Linked DNA regions of Gossypium arboreum: region 2 is linked to region 1. The links are chromatin contacts, called in public Hi-C maps. All regions are on one chromosome and are shown on one strand. Each heading gives the region's core, a stretch centred on a gene start, on an enhancer-like site or on the middle of the called end of the contact. The rest is flanking DNA. Distances are from core to core; before and after follow the strand shown.

Evidence for each region. Hi-C and Micro-C count contacts between places; a contact is called where the count stands out from the background.
Region 2: a contact with region 1 is called in a Hi-C map of leaf, with 2.7 times the contacts expected there. The contact joins the promoter of LOC108455802 here to the promoter of LOC108456691 in region 1. A contact is called at or near these places in 2 of 5 Hi-C or Micro-C datasets (both in leaf).

What each region holds. Positions count from the first base shown.
Region 1 is chr9:51,362,646-51,366,590 of ASM2569848v2, reverse strand. LOC108456691 (probable serine/threonine-protein kinase SIS8) reads right to left here and starts at 1,523. Exons shown (of 13, transcript XM_017755286.2): 1 at 127-1,523. The coding sequence starts at 621.
Region 2 is chr9:51,569,479-51,573,381 of ASM2569848v2, reverse strand. It overlaps LOC108455802 (F-box protein PP2-B11-like), which reads left to right and starts at 2,535. Exons shown (of 3, transcript XM_017754350.2): 1 at 2,535-3,274. The coding sequence starts at 2,963. All of the region lies in intron 1 of LOC108479099 (a long non-coding RNA gene), which reads left to right.

The DNA.
Region 1 (3,945 bases), core at 274-2,773:
TATACATTTCATGCAATGCAAAACAGTTGGCTAAAGCTAGCTAAACCTATAGTATATACTTGGATAAATTGCTTAAACTCAACCGAGATAATTAGATTAAAGAAAGGAATGAAGAGGGAAACATACCCAATATCTATATGCAATAACTTCAGCTGGGGTATTCTCTGGAGCACAAGAGCCTAAACTAATTTGCTTAACAGCTTCAATCTGAGCTGCCTCAGGATCCTCTCTGGCACTCAACTCCAAAGCCAGTTGTATTTGATATTCCTCTTCTACATCAGGATCCCTTGAGTTACTAGACCCTGAATCACGCCTTACTGCATCCAAAGCAGCCTCTAAAGCACTAGTAGTAGCTAAATCAGCAGGGTCCATAGTTTCCTCCCTCTTCACATTTGAAGAAGATGGTGGACTGGGACTTTTTCTATTAGCAACTGAATTTAACCAATTGGAAAGACCAGATAATGGTTTATTGTTGTCAGGACTATGATGAGGCCTTGACTGTAAAGGCCTATCACTAGATGATGATACATCACTGGACTTGTTACTCTTCGATGAAGTTGACCCTTGTACATCTTCCGATTGATTAGACATCATATGCAGTTTCTTGAGGAAGTTCTTCATATTATTTCACTAAGATATAGCAGCCAATGCTAAAGAAATAAAAATCTGGCCATAAACATCTCCATTGTCTTGGACCAAGCATGAAATCTAAAGTTCAAACTAATCCAAAAACAAATTTAAGAACCCCCTTTTTTTAAAAAAAACCCAATTACCTTCCACCTCTCGAGATTTCCCAAAAAATCAACCCATCAAATCCAAAATCCAAAACCACCATAATCACAAAACAACCAAGCAAAGTTAGTCAAATATCAGAAAGACCCAGATACTTCAGTTCAAAGGAAACACCCCCACTTTCCTCATACAAAGAAATCCACCAAAAAAAAAAAAAGAAGAGTTTAACAGCATACAAAGAAGTAAACACTTTCTTTCAACTTCAACAACTAAATAAAAAACAACAAAAAATTCCAATACCCAGATTAAGAAAAAGAATGGATCTTCCTTTTTCGGATATAGATAGTAGAGAAGAAAGCATAGAAAAGGGGAGTAGTTTGGAAAATATATATATATATTTAAAAACAAGTAGTGAAGGTAAACACTAAACAGAGGGTAGAGAGAGAGAGAGAGAGAAGGAGCAAAGGACTAACAAGTGGGATTGTAGGACCTCTCGAAAAACAACAACAAACTCTGACCCACTTGATTTATAGAGGCAACAGCCAACAAGGATTTTCGAGGTCCCAAATGAAAAAGGAAAAAAAGTTTTCCAGTTTTTGGTGGCAAAAATACTTTCTTTTTCTTTCTTTGTTTCTTTCTTTCTCTCTATCTCTATCTCTCTCTCTATATTCTTGTCGTCCCCAAACTCTGGTTACAACTTGGAAGGTGGTGGCATGAGCTGGAAATTTGAGGTTAATGGAATCATATTTAACCATGAACTTCATTTCAATGACTTGCTGATGCTTTTTTTCTGTTCTTTGTGGTGAATAATTATTTAAGGATTTTAAAAAATAAAAAATTAAATAAATGGTTAAAATAATTTTTTTATAAAATTAGAGGATTAAAAAAAGTCATTTACTTTTTATTATTATTGTTTGGTTTTGGGTTTCTTCTGCCTATTTTTAACGTGATTTTCGTTTTGTCAGCTTCTATTCGATACCAAGTTTGAAGCCAAAAAGTTGTTCTAACTGCTATTGCCATGAAATTTACTGCAACGGAAAGTAAAAAAAATGTTTTTTTTTTCTTTTTTTGAAGATTACACCTTCTGTAAAGCAATAACAAATTACGGCCGCTTTTGTAAAGCTTTTCATTTTTTGTAAAATTTTAAGGTTAAAATGTGCAATTAGTATCTATACTTATCTAGAATTTGAAATTTAGTCCCTATACTTTAAAAGTTAAAATTTCAATCCTCTTATTTTTTCAATTTAAAATTGTAGTCCAATCATTATCGTTATTTGTAATTTTGTCAAAATTTGTCAATTTTACAATTTTAATTTGTTGTCAATCATATTCAATATTATACTAAAACAGTCTTATCAATATGCCAACTTGACAAATTTTGACAAAAAGTATCAAGAATATTAATGATTTGAACTAAAACTTTAAATTAAAAATAAAAAGACTTAATTTTTAACCTCTTAATTATAGAAATTAAATTTTAAATTTTATCCAAGTACATGGACTAACAACAATTGTTACTCAAATTTTATCTAAATATTTTGTTTTGAGTGAACTACAATGAAAACTTTTGTAATAATAAAATTAGAATCAAATGTACTTTGTAAGAATTTATCTAATACATCTAGTAACCCTTATAAAAGAAATTTGATATAAATAAAACTCTACTTATCAAATAAATATTTTATATAGTTAATACATACACATATACATACTTAAGTTTATATTTTAAAAATATTTAATCAGTTCAATATATATAAAAAATTGTACATTAAAATTAATATTGTTTGAATCGATCGATCGGTTAGTTAGATCGGTTGGATCAAGAACCGATCGAGATATTGGTTCAAAAAGTAATTTTAAATCAATTAAATTGAGAATTGATACAAATCGATTGAACCGACAGCTGAATTGGATTTTTTTAATATAAATTTTAATTAAACTGGTCGGATCGACGAACCAATAACCTAACTGATTCGATCACCAATTCGATCTAAAAATTGTTGATTGAAATCTATTATATTCAAAGTCGAATTTTAGAAATAATATTTAATTAATCTCAATTGAATGCATGTATAATGTAATAGTTTTAAATATACTATTTTTTATAAATTGATTGATTCAATATATTTTTTAAAATATAATATAGACTTATGGTAAGGGTGAATTTGAAAATCTTTAATATATTTTAATTAATACACAATTAATATGTGTATTGCACGAATAAAAGAATTAGTTTAAATATAAAATTAGTTAATTTCAATATCTATATACATATATATTAAAGGAAAGTCCAAAGTCTTTTGTTGGTGCGTGGCGCACACCCACCATGTTCTTTATTGCGTTTTATAAAATGATTAATTTTTTTATTTTAGTCCCTTTAATGTGTTTAAAATCGAAATTTAATTTTATATTTTAATTTCTAACATTATTTATTCTTTATATTTTATAATGTTCTTAATTAGTTCAAATAGTTTCTATTTATTTTTAATTAAAATGTTATGTGGTTATATATAATTTAAAAACTAATTTTTAAATCTAAAAAGTAGAGAGATTAAATTCTTAAAAATAAAAATGAAAAGACTAAATTTTAAATACATGAAACGTAGAGACTTTTATTAAATATTTTAGATAGGTTTTAATTAAAAATATGTTTAGATGTTATTATAAAATCTTCGTTATAAAGTCATATAGAAAATGTATAACTGTATGTTTAATAATTTTCTTTTAAGAGATTATCCATATAATTATGAGTATAAATTCAATTACAATTATAATCTATACATTCGAATAATTACAAAAAGATCTATGTGATCACAAAGTTTTCTTACAAATATAATGATGTTTCTTAAGGTTTTTTTACGAGTTTCTATTAGATCCAGGTCAGAGAGGAATCCAGGGGGCTGGCAGGGGCCCTGACCCTCATAAGATGAAAATTTGTTGTTTTGGCCATTTACGAAATTTTAAAATTTTAAATTAGTAAAGGTAAAATTACACTTTACCGCCTAAAATTATGAAAATTTAATTTAATCCTTTAAAAATTACAAGAGATAGACTATTAAAATTAAAATTTCATTTCGGTCCCCCTAAAAAAATTTTCTAACTTCGCCCCTGATCCAGGTCACTAAATAATTCAATTACCACCTTTTTTTTTCCGAAAAATTTCAACAATATAATGATGGCTCCGTTGCTTTATATATTCATTTCGTATTTAAT
Region 2 (3,903 bases), core at 1,286-3,785, 210 kb before region 1:
CACAGCCATGTGGTCAACGAACTAGGCCGTGTACACATGACACGGGCGCATGACATGGTCGTGTGACTGCCAGCGAAGCCGTGTGCGAGTCACGGGCTATACCAATTGGGTCGTATAGGCCACAAAGGCATGTAGGCCCACACAGGTGAACCACATGGGCGTGTGGAATTCTGGGCCAGGCCGTGTGATTCACATGACCAAGGCCAATTTGGGTTGTGTAGGCCCACACGGGCAGGCCACATGGGTATGTAAGCCCATTTTTCTGAAATACTCTGTAAGGTTGCTCGGGTCGCCCAAGTCGACTGGAACCTACTGTAGGGTTGGTAAGAGTTACTTTGACCCCTAATTACGCAATCTGACTATATGATATATGTGTTTTAACATGTTACTCTTATCATGTATACCGATTTACATGTATGATCTGTTAAATTGCATATTGGCATGTCATACTTGTATGTTGCATTGCATCGGGGTTAGGTTGGTATTATTTGGAGGAAGTATTCTGAAAGGCTCTTAAGCCTGATATCTGGTAGCTCTGCTACAATTATCTGATTATGTGCCGTACTCCGGTACAGCATGGTGTGTAGGGATAGGTGGGTTGATTTTATCCCCACATAGTGTGTAGGGTTAGACGGAGTTGCTGTGTAGAGCCTGGTGGGTAGGACTCTGTTATTCTGTTTTGTTCTGCATGGTATATCTGAGATAGGCTAAGGCCCTATTTTGTATCTGATTCCGTATCTGTGTGGGCTAAAGCTCACATCGATTCTGTAATAGACTGAGGCCCGAATTGTTTATATAAAGGACTGATTTCAGATGTTATGCTATGTGCATGGTTTCTGTTGGTATTACACACTGAATTGCAAAAACTCACCCTTTTCTATTTAATCTGTGTAAGTAATCCCCAGACTTGATGGATCAGTACAGCGGAGGGCTCAACGGTGACCACCACGACTGAACTGCTTATTTACGATTTTTGCGATTGCATCGCTTAATTCTTGTTGGTATTTTATGTATGATGGACTTTGGGACTAGTTGGTTTTAATTTGGGATTTTGAACTGTTGATTATGGATTTATAAACTGCAATGCAACAAAGTACAATTTTCTTAAAATAAATTAAGATTTTTCGTATATAAAAACGGTTTGAAAAATTATTGGGTTTCAAAAGCTTCCGTGTAAAAGAAATGTTTTAAAGCAAATCAATTAGTCCACGTCTTCCCGAACTAAGCAAAAGATAATCACTGGAACGGTTTTAAGGTCAATGCGTTTTCAAAAACACTCTCATGTGACATCGCTAGATTCGGCCATAACGTCTAGGCCGAGTTTGGAGTGTTACACAATCCAACCCAACCATAATATTTTATCCCAAAACGTTGAAACTAATCGTTGTTTTTTACACTAACCCATTATTTTTCTTTACCCAAGATAGACTCATTTGATTCTTGATTATTAGAAAATCCCCCTTTTGAAACCTTATCCCTAAAAAATCTGCCTTCGTAGCACCAATCTCGACCATTTTCATTTCAGGCAGATTTGGGGCATTATTCACGGTCAGTTTCATCTCTAGAACTTGATGAGCCTTGGAGCTTCACTGTGACTTCCTCTCAACAATTATCCAAAGCCCAAATAGATCCAATAGCTCCATCACTTTGTCTACCTCTGATAAGTCTTCCGTCGCCTAACTTTTACCTACAACAACATCCTTTGAAGTCCCCACACCCGAGCACATTTCTTTTAAATGGCCAAACCTTTCACAAGAAAAATAAATGAATGGAAGCAATTCAAACTCCACCCTCTGCACCGCTCCGTTAACAAGGATCTGAGAGACTAGAGGTTTCCTTAGATTGATACACATAGCCATCTTGGCAAATTTCCCCATCGACCCTTGTCCGTCTGAAAGTCAAAATTGGTAATACCTATCAAACCCTCTATTTTCTCCAAGATTTGGCACTTATAGAGAAAGCCCAGAAGACTAAGCAATTTGACCCACACCATAGTATTTCTAGGGAAAGCCTAAAGAGGATTAAACTCTAGTGTCCATGTTAAATCGTGAGATACTGACCAAGCACAATCTATGGCCCCTGGGTAAGCACTTTGTCCTAATCATCTCAACTCTGAAACTTAACCAGAAAATATCTATTTTCCACATCCATTAGGTGAAACTGTTGGGAAGGCTTCCAAAGGTTATGAATCCTATTCAATAGTATAGTATATGATAAATTCTGACCAAGTAGCTTTACCACCACCGTAGTCACCATATCTCTAATAAGAACATGTTGAACCCTCTCAGAGAAACTAATAACAAGTATACCATTAACCATAGTTCTCACCACATCTCCATCTAAAAGCTCAAAGTCCTCATCCATACCGGAGCTAGGAGCCCCTCGACCCAAGACTTTATCATTCCATGAGATTTCTAGTGCTAGGATTGAGTCCACAACCATATCATTTTCCGCATCAAAACCCAAACCTTTAAAGTGGACTTTTTTAGTGTTCCGATCTCCGATCGTGTTTTCACCTCCATTGTAATCAACCATCTCCACAGTTGACTAATTGTAATTTTAAAACATTAATATCATACAAAAACGGTAATCCATTAAATAAAAACAATGTAATTTATTTTCGTACGTATTTTAGTAAATAATAACATAGTATTACTTAAGTATTTTTTCACATGTTATTACGGTGATTGGATCATGTGATCATTGATTATAGTTGATGTTAACAAATCCTTAAAATTATTGATAAAATGGTAATTATTAGGAAAACGATAAAAGAATTTCATAAGTTTTTGTTAGTGAAGCTGATTGTAGAAATTCCCAATTTAGATATAATTTCTTTAAAGGAAAATTAGATATAAAGATGGAAGCTGACAGTAAAGGGTAATTTCCATATGAAGCCCCCCGAAAATATCGAAGGTAAAAAACTACGAACTCAACAGCAGCGACCAAACTGGGAAATGAAATGAGAAATAGGAAGGCCATAAACACAAACAATGAGGATATTACCAACATATTACCAGAAGAGTGTATTTCTTACATCCTTTCCTTAACATCCCCAGCCGATGTTTGCCGATCAAAGCTTGTCTCTCCGGTCTTCAGATCGGCAGCTGATTCTGATACCATTTGGGGCAAATTTCTTCCCTCTGATTGTTATGATATCATTTCCAATGCTTCTTCATCATCATCCTCCAAGTTGTTGACTTCTTCCATGTCCAAAACACAGCTTTATTTCCATCTTTGCAAGAACCCCATTATTATTGACAACGGTGCCATGGTAAAACTTTTTATCTTCATTTTTGGTTTTCAATTTTCTTTTTCTTTTTTAAATTTATAATATGGGTTTTTCAAGATTTGGGTAGTTTTCTTTTGATGAAATTAGGGTAGCCCAGTGTATGATTTATAATTAATCTGATCTATTGGGTGTTTGTTTTTATGGAAAATTTAGCTTTAGTGTTATTCTGTGTGGGAACCCCATTAGCCTAGTCTGCTTTATGTTTGGAATTTTCCGGGAAAATTGAAGAGCCAATAGCTTGGAGATCAAATTCATGGTGGTGCAAATTGTAGCAAACATGTTAGGAAGTCCATATAAATGTTTGGATGATTGGAAATTTGGACTCAACCAGGAAAAAGAACTGTGAAAAAGGACAAACCTGCTAAGACTAGAGAGATAGAATATATTAGACATTGAGTTTACCTAGATACATTGATGCCTATGGTAGCAAGAGACTCATATGCGAAAGGAATAATATCTATGTAGTGTTGATAGCCTAGTTGGTTCATGTAGTAACCCTTAAGAAGTGACATCCGATAGGTCTGAAGTGGCAGACTCCGCCTCACTTCACCCGGAATATGGGTCAGAAGTGTTGCATATATTATAACTGCTACATGAATCATAAGTTACTG